Linked DNA regions of Mus musculus: region 1 is linked to region 2. A link is a contact called in public HiChIP or PLAC-seq data. All regions are on one chromosome and are shown on one strand. Each heading gives the region's core, a stretch centred on a gene start, on an enhancer-like site or on the middle of the called end of the contact. The rest is flanking DNA. Distances are from core to core; before and after follow the strand shown.

Evidence for each region. HiChIP or PLAC-seq counts read pairs in DNA pulled down with a chosen protein or histone mark.
Region 1: an H3K27ac HiChIP or PLAC-seq map of embryonic stem cells shows a contact between it and region 2, with 5 read pairs. The contact joins the promoter of Lrrc14b here to the enhancer-like site in region 2. A contact is called at or near these places in 19 of 39 promoter capture datasets (the 3T3-L1 cell line, 3T3-L1-derived adipocytes, the C10 cell line and 11 more), 3 of 484 Hi-C or Micro-C datasets (the G1E-ER4 cell line, embryonic stem cells and nephron progenitors), 6 of 115 datasets of contacts at active chromatin or transcription factors (embryonic stem cells, epiblast stem cells and large pre-B cells) and 4 of 9 other capture datasets (adipose tissue, liver, macrophages and 1 more).

Annotation. Positions count from the first base shown.
Region 1 is chr13:74,361,970-74,368,240 of GRCm38.p6, forward strand. It overlaps Lrrc14b (leucine rich repeat containing 14B), which reads right to left and starts at 2,031. Exons shown (of 2, transcript NM_001033042.3): 1 at 1,104-2,031. The coding sequence starts at 1,990. It also overlaps a transcript of Ccdc127 not described here.
Region 2 is chr13:74,428,385-74,434,412 of GRCm38.p6, forward strand. LOC115488130 (zinc finger protein 120-like) reads right to left here. Exons shown (of 2, transcript XM_030247499.1): 2 at 3,874-6,028. It overlaps E430024I08Rik (a long non-coding RNA gene), which reads right to left. Exons shown (of 8, transcript XR_003950546.1): 8 at 3,840-5,027. Among named protein-coding and RNA genes, the nearest start is that of Gm41004, 15 kb to the left of the region's middle. Within about 2 kb of position 2,452, at least 2 of the 459 cell types and tissues checked have an H3K27ac peak or open chromatin away from gene starts, as enhancers often do. A contact at or near this core is called in embryonic stem cells and epiblast stem cells, where this site is marked.

The sequences.
Region 1 (6,271 bases), core at 781-3,280, 67 kb before region 2:
CCTGGACCTTTCTGGGAACACACCCTTCACTGCCCTTATTAAACAAGACAGTATGTGGTGGGGTCTTGTTCTGTCCCTACTTACTAACTTGTTCTTGCTGCCTCTCCACTACTTGCCCATAAATGATAACCTATTATTGGGACAGTACTCTCCACATGAAACTACCCTGACTTCAGAACTAACTGGCAGCTACCCTACTACCCTTCTTCATAGTACAGTTGCTAAGGAGGAGATTGCAGTACCAGGATTTCAGGTGTGGCAATCCAGCTAAACTGCTGACAAGGTTCTCACTATGCTAAACTACCTTCCCATTCCTATCCTGGGAAAATGTTTTAAGACACTAAATATTGGGTAATTCGTTATACAACACTAGTCAGTAGAAGATCTGGTTGTGACTTTTGTGTTGTTTACTTTCTAGTTCCTCTTTCTCATGTCTTCTTCCTTCTACCTCCTCCTCCCTCCCTCTCTGATGCTGAGAACTAAAACTAGGGTCCTGCTCGTTGGTATCAGGAACCAGCTTGCCAGATTGCCTCTGAACCCAGTGATGTCACCCATAGGGAACAGAGACATGCACATCTGTTACCATGGCAATCACATTCCCAGAGTCCATTTCCCACCCTTACCTGTGAGCCTAAATAAAAGGTAGACCCTTCCTGACCTTTGGCCCTTCTTTCTCTCTTTTCTCCCTTTGTCTCTGTCCACCCCAACCCACCCCAATAAACCTCTGCCACATGGAACTGCATTGGCCTGGTGTGGTCTGTCTGGATGAGAGCTGCCATTCCAGCACAACCCTGCTAGTGCTTTATCACTCAACTACCCTATACCCTCAGCTCTTGTGTTTGTTTTTGTTTGTTGAAATAAGCCTCTCTTTGTAGCTGACCTCAAGCACTGGGATTATGGGCAAGCCCCATGGCCGAGTTTTTGTTCATTGAAAGGCGTCTTCCAAACTGGATCAGTGTTCTGATTCTTTCCTAATGGCTCTTAACTCTTGCTGGTCTGACCAACACATTCCCAGAGAACATTGTGTAAACAGATCCTATCCCTGTTCCTCAGTGACTCCAGAATACTTTACCAGGCCCTGTACCCAATTCTCTGAGACTTACCTAAGCAATGTTTGGATCTTCCCAGTGAGTGTAGAGAAAGCCACACTTAGCTCAGTGAGCTGGTTCATCTGGCTGAGCTCCCAGGCAATAGAGGTAAGGAGAAGATCCTCGCCCTCTGGATCTGGGGCACAAGTTGGGGGAGCATCGAAGGCCTTGGTGGGCAAGGTGAGTGAGGTCAGCTGAGGGAAGCCCACCTGGGTCAGCAGCTGCTGCACATGGCCAGCATGCAGCCGGACATTGTGTACTACCTCCAACTTTCTAAGGTTGCCTGGCCCAGCCAGGCCAAGAACTTGTAGGAGCTGCCCAGGGCTCAGGCTGTCTGCCCGGAGTGAAGGGCAACAGACCTGCAGAGGTGCTGGGCCTAATGGCTTCAGGGCCTGCACCACCATGTCAAAGTTGCCTTCTGTGACAAAGAGGTCAGCAAAGACTTCAATGGGGTGCCCAGCTGAACAGGGCTGTCCTTGGAGCTGGCAGCAGGTCCTGGCCAGCACCTTGGTACGGCCCCACCTTCCTAGTGCCCTCCCACAAGGACATTGCTGCACCTGTACGTCCTGGATGCCGGTGAAATCAGCTACCCGAAGGCGGTTGCTCCCACTTTTCAGCACATGGTCAGCTATGCCCTGCATACAGGCCTCCAGGCAGGCCTTGCAGGCACGATCACGCAGGTCTTCAGGGTGGTCAGTGTTTGGCCTCAGTAGCACAGCCAGCCGGAACTCCTCCAGTGGCCAGTGACTCAGCAGAGCACGGGTTACATCTGCCTGCTCTAGCAGGTAACTGGCCTTGAACAGAAGTGGGTAGAGGTTGTAGGCTATATTGTCCAGGTTCTCCTGGACCAGCTGGGAGTGGGACACTAACGCTTCAGCAGAAATGAAACGAAGCGACCTCATCGTGCCCCTGGTCAGAGTGGCGCTGTCCCCGATGTTCTTCCCAAAGTGTGCGAGTGTTGTGGCTATTTATAGCTGCTGCTGCTTCTGGACTCAAGCCCAGAAAGTGGTAAACTGGCCCTTGTGGTCATCTGACTGCTATTTTGGTCCTTAGGTACCAGTTTGGCAGTAACTGTGGAGGCATCTGTCTGTCTTATGGCACCCTGCTGGTGAAAGCAGAGCTGCTTGATTTTGTTGTCCGAAGTGGGACCACTAAGAGGCTCTAGATACTTGCACAAGTAGCCTAAGGCTTACAATACAAATGGATATTCTGCCCAGATGGGGCCTATCCCAGTCAAAAGATCTGAGGGAAGCAAAATCCTGAACTGCACTTGGATGGATGAAACAGTGGTCTTTGGGTAATACCTAGGGGGTCTTTTTCCTAATACCTAGGAGTCAGGAATGCAAGGGCCAGGAATGTGGGGTAGATATCTCAGACAACTCTTTTAAGAATACTGGCCATGAAGCTGCATCATCTTTTATCCCCAAGATCCTTCATTGCAGAAGTGGGAGAAACAATTTCACCGAAAAAGAATACGGACTGGGCCTGGAGAGATGGCTCCGTGGTTAAGAGCACTGAGTGCTCTTCCAGAGTTCCAGCGTTCAATTCCCAGCAACCACATAGTGGTTCATGACCATCTGTAATGGAATCCCATGCCCACTTCTGGTGTGTCTGAAGAGAGTGGCAGTGTACTCATATACATAAATAAACAAATCTAAAAATAAATGTGATATGTATTTCCAGTGACACTCAGTTGGAGAAAACTAATTTTAAAAGGGTGGGGAGAGATGGGCTAGTGAAGGTGATGCTGCAAATAAATGCAGGTACCTATAGGTACCTATAGGCTGTGGGTTCACAGCCCTAGCATAGGTAGGTATTGAGTGGTTAAATCCTGCACTTTCATCATCCCTATCACCTGGAATGGGCAGCTCATAGGTTCCCGTGGTGCCAGCTTTATAGGAGAGTCATAATAGAGAAAGAGAGAGGTAAGAGGCACAGTGGCCATTCCAGGAAAGTGTCCTGTCCTCAGGTGTACCCCAGTTTTCCTGTGTGACTTTTTTCCCTCCTAATACAGAGCTTTATCTCTCCCAGAGACCCTGCCATCGGCAGAGATGGGAATGCGTTGCCATGGTGGAGCCCCAAGCACTGCTAGGTGGGTAGGATCTATATGGAAGGTAATCCATGACAGGATTTTGCCCTAATGTCACCCCTTGCCCCCTCCCCAATCTTAGCCTCTGAAGTATTACCATGTCTGCTAAATAAGAGCCCAAGACCAGTGATACCAAATGTCTATCCTTTAAGGAATAAACTTTGAAGTACATGTGGCTAGGTTATTACTGATCTATGTCTAAATTCACTACTGTATGAATCACTTTGAAACACGTTTAGAAATATTAGTATGTATAGTGAATTAACATGTTCCAGGAATACCTTGAATTTCCTGCCATGCTTATGGAATTCACAAGTGAAATGGATACTTAAACTATTACACTTATTTGTGTGTGTACATGTGTATGTGTGTGTACCCAAGCACAGGCATGTGTGTGCCACAGTATGCATGTGGAGGTCAGAGGACAGCTTGCATGCGGTAATTCTTTCCTTTTATAATGTGAGTTCTGGGGATCTAACTCTGGTTGTCAAGCAGCAAAGGCGTGTGCCTACAAAACCACCTTGTTGGCGCTGAAATGGATAATTTGGCATCATATATCTGCCTATGTAATAAAGTTTGTTTTTTTATTGATTCTTTTTGTGATTGCTTCTCAAATAAAGTTGTATTGCAAAACTCATGTTCTTTTTTTTTTTGTCTGTAAGTTCTCATGACTTCATATTTCTGATTGCAATTGAACCCAAGTCTCCAGCATTCACTTGAAATCTGCAGATTTCAACTTGAAGAGAAATGTGGCTTTTTCTCTCTCTCTATTTTGATACAGAGTTTCATGTAGCTCAGGGTAGCCTAGAACTTGCCATATAAATTTGTACCCCTAATCCTCCTGACTCTGTCTCCCAAGTGCTGGTATTATAGGGATGTACCTCATACCAATCTAAGAAACCTCTTTTGAGCTTAATTTCTAAGTCACCTCGCCCTTTCTCTTTACACTAACATTTAAAGAACAGTTAGCATTTCTCCTCAATTCAAGTAAGTTTTGATTTGCAAAGCTTTCTCTCTCTCTCTCTCTCTCTCTCTCTCTCTCTCTCTCTCTCTCTCTCTCTCTCTCTCTCTCTCTCTTTCTTTCTCTCGTTGTTGCTTCATCAATATAAGCAATGTTTCCCTGTTAAAATATGAATTCAATCATCTGCCTTCCCATACATAAAATCCCTGAATGTTCCTATTTTTATCTTACTTGGCGTGAAAGAAGGTTGAGCCAAGAGAATTTGTGATAATTTTGTGATTATTTCTTTTCTTTAAAAATTATGATTCTTCCGGGGCCTAGCAAACACAGAAGTGGATGCTCACAGTCAACTATTGGATGGATCACAGGGCCCCCAATGGAGGAGCTAGAGAAAGTATCCAAGGAGCTAAAGAGATCTGCAACCCTGTAGGTGCAACATTATGAACTAACCGGTACCCTGGAGCTCTTGACTCTAGCTGCATATGTATCAAAAGATGGCCTAGTCGGCCATCACTGGAAAGAGATGCCCATTGGACAGGCAAACTTTATATGCCCCAGTACAGGGGAATGCCAGGGCCAAAAAATGGGAATGGGTGGGTAGGGGAGTGTGGGGGGGAGGGTGTGGGGGACTTTTGGGATAGCATTGGAAATGTAAATGAGGAAAATACCTAATAAAAAATGAAATAGAAAAAAATTATGATTCTTGTACATTCATACGTGTTTTGATCCAGTCCACACCTCATTCCCTCTGCCCCAATTCCTCTTCTACCCCCACCCTAATCTCAACTATTTCCTTCCAATTTAATGTGTTCCAGCATTGCCAATGTGTATATAGGTATAAGACTATTTACTGAAGTATGAGTAGCTGAAGTGGAAGTTTCAGTTTGGGTCATATGATGCAGACTCATGTGATGTTTTGCTGAGGTAGACTCATGTGGTGTTTTGCTGGGGAAAGATCCATGAGAGGACATGTGATGTTTGGAGAGAGTAAATAGGACTCAACTGACAGTAACAGGGCGCCTACATAGCTAGCCTTGTAACATTTCATTGGTCTCATGTCTTTGCTGATCTTCATTTTGTTGAGAGAAGCATAGCAGAGAACTTCTCCTGGTGTCCCTCTGGTTTTGGTCGCTCCTGCTTACTCCTGCTGATTGGGAGATTGGGAGGAGGCCTGGCTGTTTCTGTTGGATTGTACCACTGCTGCTGATTCATGTTTGGTAACCTGACATTACTGAACTAGGCACCTGGTATCCTGACAACAGATATTGGAATCGCCCCCACCCACTAAAGGCAAACAGGAGAAGACTATTGTCTTCCAGGAAGCTAGAAGAGGATCTCAAAGCCAACCCCCACAGTGACACACTTCCTCCAAGAAGGCCACACCTCCTAATAGTGCCACTCCTTGAACCAAGAACATTCAATCTACCACAGAATAGATGGAGGGAAGAAACTGGGTGAGAGATGGAATGGGGAGGGGAATGGGGTACAGGGAATAAGGTGTAAGGAGAGTTGGGGAGAAAGGGCTGGGAGAGTGAATGGAAATTGGGGGGGGGGGTGTGAATCTCTAGGACATACCACAGATCTGAGATGGGGAGGCTCCAGGGAGTCTATGAGGGCGACTCTAGCTGAGACTCACAACAGTAGAGATATGGAGTCTGAAGTGGCCACCTCCTGTATGCAGGACTCCCACCCAACCCACAAAACCTTTAACCCAGAATTTGTCCTGCCTACAAGTGGTGCAGGGACAAAGAGGGTACAGAGATTGAGGGAGTGGCCAACCAATAGAGGGCTCAACTTGAGATCCATCCCATGGGCAAGAACCAATTCCTGACACTATTCACTAATTCACATACTGTCAAGGTTGCAGACAGGAACCTAGCATAACTATCCTCTGACAGGCTCCACCTAGCAGCTGACCAGACAGATGCAGTGACCCACAGCCTAACATTAGGTGGAGCTCAAGAAGTCATGTGACAGAGTCGGGGGAAGGATTGAGGAACTTCAGACACACAAGAAGATCAACAGCCAACTAACCTGGATACTTGGGGGCTCCCAGAGGACCTAGCCTCCCCCCACAACATATGTAGCAGATGTGCAGCTTGGTCTTCATGAGTCCCCCAACAACTGGAGCAG
Region 2 (6,028 bases), core at 1,202-3,701:
CCTCAGTTGAGAATTCTTTGTTTAGCTCTGAACCCCATTTTTAATGGGGTTATTTGAATTTCTGGAGTCCAGCTTCTTGAGCTTTTTGTATATATTGGATATTAGTCCCCTATCAGATTTAGGATTGGTAAAGATCCTTTCCCAATCTGTTGGTGGCCTTATTGACAGTGTCTTTTGCCTTTCAGAAGCTTTGCAATTTTATGAGGTCCCATTTGTCCATTCTTGATCTTACAGCACAAGCCATTGCTGTTCTGTTTAGGAATTTTTCCCCTGTGCCCATATCTTCGAGGCTTTTCCCTACTTTCTCCTCTATTAATTTCAGTCCACCATGTGCACTCACCACATTTAAACATTTGAAATCTTGGGTCATTTCTAGGTGTCTAGTGGTAGCTTCTCCTATTACAGTCATATCAGGTGAACAAGATCCAACATCAGCTGTATATCTAATCCACTCATGTATAGATACTGACCTTGCCTGCAGTGGTCTGATTATTTCCCTGCATTTAGCATTTACATTTTCAAAGGTTAAAGCACAATTATTGCCTTTCTTGCTGCTGAATCTGATATACTCCTTTTCACAGCTGATGTTAGCCTTTGTAAAAAAAAAAAAAAAATCAGGGAAGATTTCTTTTGGACCTTGTATGACTTAATGGTTCAACTCTTCCCTGATTCTGCGACACTGTTCCAGTTCTTTAAGGCTGACAATCAACACAATGCCAGAGTTTCTTCATCATATACAACCTGTACCTCTATCTCAGAGCAGTTGGTCTGTGGAAATCTCTCTACCCCTGGTTCTAGTTTGTCGTATTATCTCCCTCACCACGTCTCTCCATCATGTGCACCACTGTAAATTTGTAGCAGGTTCTAATATGTCTCTTGCCATATCTTTCCAGTCTTGGAGGATTATCCTACTTTTAACAGCCTAAGAAGTCAGGATTTGTTTTACAAATGGCAAATGCACTCCAAAATTATTGATATTTTCCTTCAATTTTTTCAGTTCTAACATATCCACGGGTTGCCATTCAAATTCCTAATAGCCCTGTAGATAATCATCATCTGTTTGGTCCTTGTTGTATATTAACCAGATAGACTAAAGTTTGTTTTCTAATAACCTTTGTTTGGCTTTCTCTAATTTTATCTTCTGTCTCTAAACTGAGTATTTTCCTTAATTGAAATTTTAAATTCCCCCCTTAATGTCTGTGTCCACGCTTCTTATCTCTTCTGTTGTTGCTCTTCCTGTTCCTTGAGTTCCTGTGTTCTCTGTTGAAGGTTCTGCCTCCACATTTTGACTTTTTCTTTATATTGCAATTCTGATAGTCTGCTGTCCATTTTGTTTTGATTGATTCATTTTAAAAGGTTTATTCTCCAAGTCTTGCTCCCAATCATTATTTTCTCTCTGCTGCTCAGTCTGATTTGTGCGCTGCTGCATCCTTGCTTCTAGCATATTTTCCACCTCTAGTCTCCCACCTTCATTTTCATGTTTCTGTCTCTTATTCTGATCTACAATTTCCTGTGTCTTCAATTCTAGTGTTTCCTCTAGGCCACATTGCCACGTCTTAAGCTTCTCTTTCTGTTGTTCATGCTGTTCTATAATTCCTGTGTCTTCTGTTCTAAGCCCTGCTTCTCTTTATGTTGTAATTCTAATATTGCAGCATCTGCCTTATTTTGATTTGCTAGCTTTAGTAAATTATTCACTAGACTTTGTTTCTTTTGCCCAATAAAATCCTCAATCTTTAGTTGTAGTGTTACTTGTAATCTCTTTTCTAAGACAAGGAATTTTTTTCTAAGGTTCTGTTTTTTAGAAGACATAGTAAATTAAGAGAATATGGCAATACCAGTAAATAATAAGGTCTGTATTTCCTTTAAATCCATCCCTGTCAAACCATTCAAAATATCATTACGAAAAGCCCAAAAGATATTTATTGTCTTTTTTTTAAGGATTTATTTATTATATCTAAGTATATGGTAGCTGTCTTCAGGCATAGCAGAAGAGGCCATCAGATCTCATTATGGATGGTTGTTGGGATTTGAACTCAGGACCTTTGGAAGAGCAGTCAGTGCTCTTAACCGCTGAGCATTCTCTCCAGCCCATGTTTCTCATCTTTAAGTATCAATTTATTCCCTTGTCCAGAGCCCTTTGTACCTTTGTATCCTGATTCTTGTATTTACAAGGAGGGGCTGAGTGTAGAAAGACCCGCATCTTCTGTGTCCCTGTTTGGGTTGCAGCTGGCAGTGTGTGCTTGTGTGCTGATCTCAGGCAACCCACAGTGCAAGCAAGCAGTCTGGAGATCCAGTCTGGCTGTCCTAGATATGGAGTGGGGCTTGGGGGGTGGAGGTACAGGGAAGCGAACACAGAAAAGACTCTCCTGGGCAGATGCCCAGATCAGTTCACTGTGTCTGCCTGAAAACTACCTCTCAGGCAGTTGTGTTCCAGCGTCACCTGTCCCTCCTTGCAATTCTTACACAGCACTGCTCAAGCCCAGCTTCAGGCTGGGGTGCTGCCCCTGGCTGTTCTCTGTAGGCCCCTCAAACCCAGTCGGCTTTCAATAAACACTGCTGCAGCCTAGATCACTGCCCAAGCCATATTTGAGGTTGAGGGGCAGTGGTCTTTTATCTCCGGTGAGTTGAGTTCTAATCAATATGTTGGGCACTATTTTGTTGCGGTAAATCTCTAACCCAAATAAGCCCGGATGAAGAAAACACAACTCAATTAATATGAATACAAGCTGCATGCCTATATTGGGCACATCTACCACTACACTACCATCTTCCCCATCTATGAGATCCCTTCTACCTTGCAGTTTCTCCGAGCCACATGCTTCGGCTCCACTTTCCTTCCACCCGCTCCTCCATTGCCCTCTCTTCTCCTCCTTCTCTCTCAACCTTACAGCTCTACCTTCCCTTCTCCTGCCCAGTCACTGGCTCTAGCTTTTATTTTACAAATTAAGGGAGAAGGTTCACAAGAAGTCACCTGAGAGTAATTCCTTGCTTGTTCACACCTCCTCCCAGAAGAACGGAATTAGCATCAAAATACAAGCAACACCAGGGCTATCCACAACAGATATCAACTAAAATTAGTTGAAACAGTGTTGTATGGTTATACTTGAGGTAAATGGCATGTAAATAGTGTATGTATCTGATGCATTTGGACATATTACCTGTATCCATACAACATCATTACCTACAACAAAACCAGGAAACCATGTTCTCTATACATTCTTATTCTACCGTGTTTATATGTGTCTACAGTATACAGAATTCTCATAAAATGACAAAATTGCCAGGAATTCCAGAAATCACCTCCATACATTTTCCATGCACTTGAAATTAATTTTTTAAAAAGATTTATTTATTTATTATATGTAAGTACACTGTAGCTGCCTTCAGACACGACACACCAGAAGAGGGCGTCAGATCTTGTTACGGATGGTTGTGAGCCACCATGTGGTTGCTGGGATTTGAACTCCGGACCTTTGGAAGAGCAGTTGGGTACTCTTACCCACTGAGCCATCTCACCAGCCCCTGAAATTAATTTTTAAGAAGAATCAGAATTCTCATGCTTGTTACAGTTAGATTCATGGTGGCATAAAATATAAAATAACCTAACTTCTCATTAGTAGATGACAAGCTGGGTGCTTCAGGAGGCCACTGAGCTCAATGAACGAAGACAATAGCAATGGATGACAGGTGACTCATTTTCATTTTCTTCTTATCAAATAACCAAGCTTACTTAGATGGTGACCCTTTTATTTTTGCTTTGGAGAATGGATTTAGACATTTAACATTTTTATGTATCACTTTGTATATGTTTCATATAAAATTAATGTAGCAATATTGTATAAAGTTACATATGTATTTTTATTTTTTATATAGTTGTTTAACAGAGTTTAGTTTTCATTAAAGAGAAGCAAGACAACTCCTTTGGAATTAAGTAAGCAGGAAAATGTAATTCCTCAATGCAAAGTCGTGAGAACTAATACAAGATAATAAAGTGACCTGGGCTTGTTTCCTGCATGATACAGATTTCACATTGCAAAGAGCAAAACTTCTGATTTAACACATGTAGACAGGGTCCAAAGATGAGCTTGTCATGAACTCCTGTGTGATGCTCAGGTTCTAAAGACACAGAATGAGAACTGTATCTGTCAAAGTCATTCCTTCTTAACCATAGGAAGAACCTTAACGATAGTAAGTACATTCAAAAGGTTTCTCTCCAGTACATATTCTTTTGTTTGTTGGTTTGTTTTTTGTTTTTGTTTTTGGTTGTTTGAGACAGGGTTTCTCTATATAGCCCAGGCTGTCCTGGAACTCACTCAGTAGACCAGGCTGGCCGAGAACTCAGAAGTCCACCTGCATCTTCCTCCCAAGTGCTGGGATTAAAGGCATGCACCACCACTGTCTGGCTCTAGTACATATTCTTTCATGATGATGAAGCCTATAGAATTGTGCAAAGGCTTCACCATATTAAATACACTCCCAAGGTTTCTGTCTTAGTGTTGCCATTGCTAGGAATAGACATCATGACCAAGGCAACTCTCATTAAAGCAAACCTTTAATTGGGGCTGGCTTACAGTTTCAGAGGTTTAGTCCATTTTTCATCATAGCAGGAAGCATGGCAGCATGCAAGAAGTCATGATGCTGGAGAAAGAGCTGTAAGTTCTGCATTTTGATCCAAAGGCAGCCAGGAAGAAACTGTCTTCCAGGGAGGGAATTGGAGGGTCTGTTTTGCACTTGGTGGAGCTTGAAAGTCCACCCCCAGAGATATCCACTTCCTCCAACAAGGTCACACCTCTTAATAGAGCCACTCCTTGTGACAAGCAAATTCAAACTCCCACATTCCACTTACTGGCCCCATAAGCTTGTTGGAGTACAGGAATGTATGGGAACCATTCTTAAACATGGCATAATGGAAAATACATGTGGTCAAACTTCAAAAGTCCCCATCATCTATACCAGTCTCAAATATGTTAAAAGTCCAAAGGTCACAGTCTCTTCTGAGAGTCATCCAATCATGTAACTGTAATCCCCTAAAAAAGAAAATAAAAACAGATCATATACTTCCAACTTCACAAGATATATTTCACCATTCCTAAGTGTCATGAGGAAATACTGGACCAAAACAAAACCAAAAGCCAGCTTGGAAATCTCCAAACTACATCTCCATGTCTGATGTTAAAGCATTCTTCAGATCTCCAACTCTTTTCTGCTTTGTTCACTGCAGCATAATTCTTTCTCTTTGGCTGGTTTTCATGAGCAGGTACCCCACAGCTCTGGCATCTCAAAGATCTTGGGGTCTCCAAGGTAACCTCAGTGTTACAGTTTCTTGTTCCAATGTCTTGGATCCACACATGATCTTCTGCTATCCTCCAAAGAGATAAGGTCACTTCTCCAGCTCTGACCTCTGTATTGCTCTAAGCTCTGGTTGACTCCACTTTACTGCTGTTGTTCTTTCTGCTCATCCCATTGGACTGGCATCTTCAATATGTTGGGTTCTTCTGCATCTAGGCTTCACTGATAGCCTAGTCACTTATGTTCCCTTCATGAGTCCAAGCCTCAGCTGCTCCTCATGACACCGTCATGCCTTCAAAACCAGTACCACCTGGGTGATTCTTACATGAGACCAAGTTCAGCTGCAACACAAGGTACAATTCTGGCTATCTCTGGAACAGAGTTTCTTTGTCCTCTCAGAATACACTTCCTAGAAGATTTCACCTCAGTGATGCTGGTCTCTTCTTCATCACTTCTAATTTCTCAGCTACAGCTAACAAGCTTCAATTTTCCCAGTAGTCCCTTCTATTCTTACCTCTAAAGTCAGAGCCACAGGGACAAAGCTGCTGAGTTCTGCTGCTTTCTGGGCCTGGGACATGGCCTCTTCTATTACATTATGACCAGTTTTCTGTTCTCCAACTCCTTTACTGCCTCAGCTTGGCTGTCCTGGAACTTGCTCTATATATTGACCTTGAACTCAGAGATCTGCAAGGCTCTGTATCCACAGGACTAGACCTAAGCTTTTCTTCACCTTTAACTT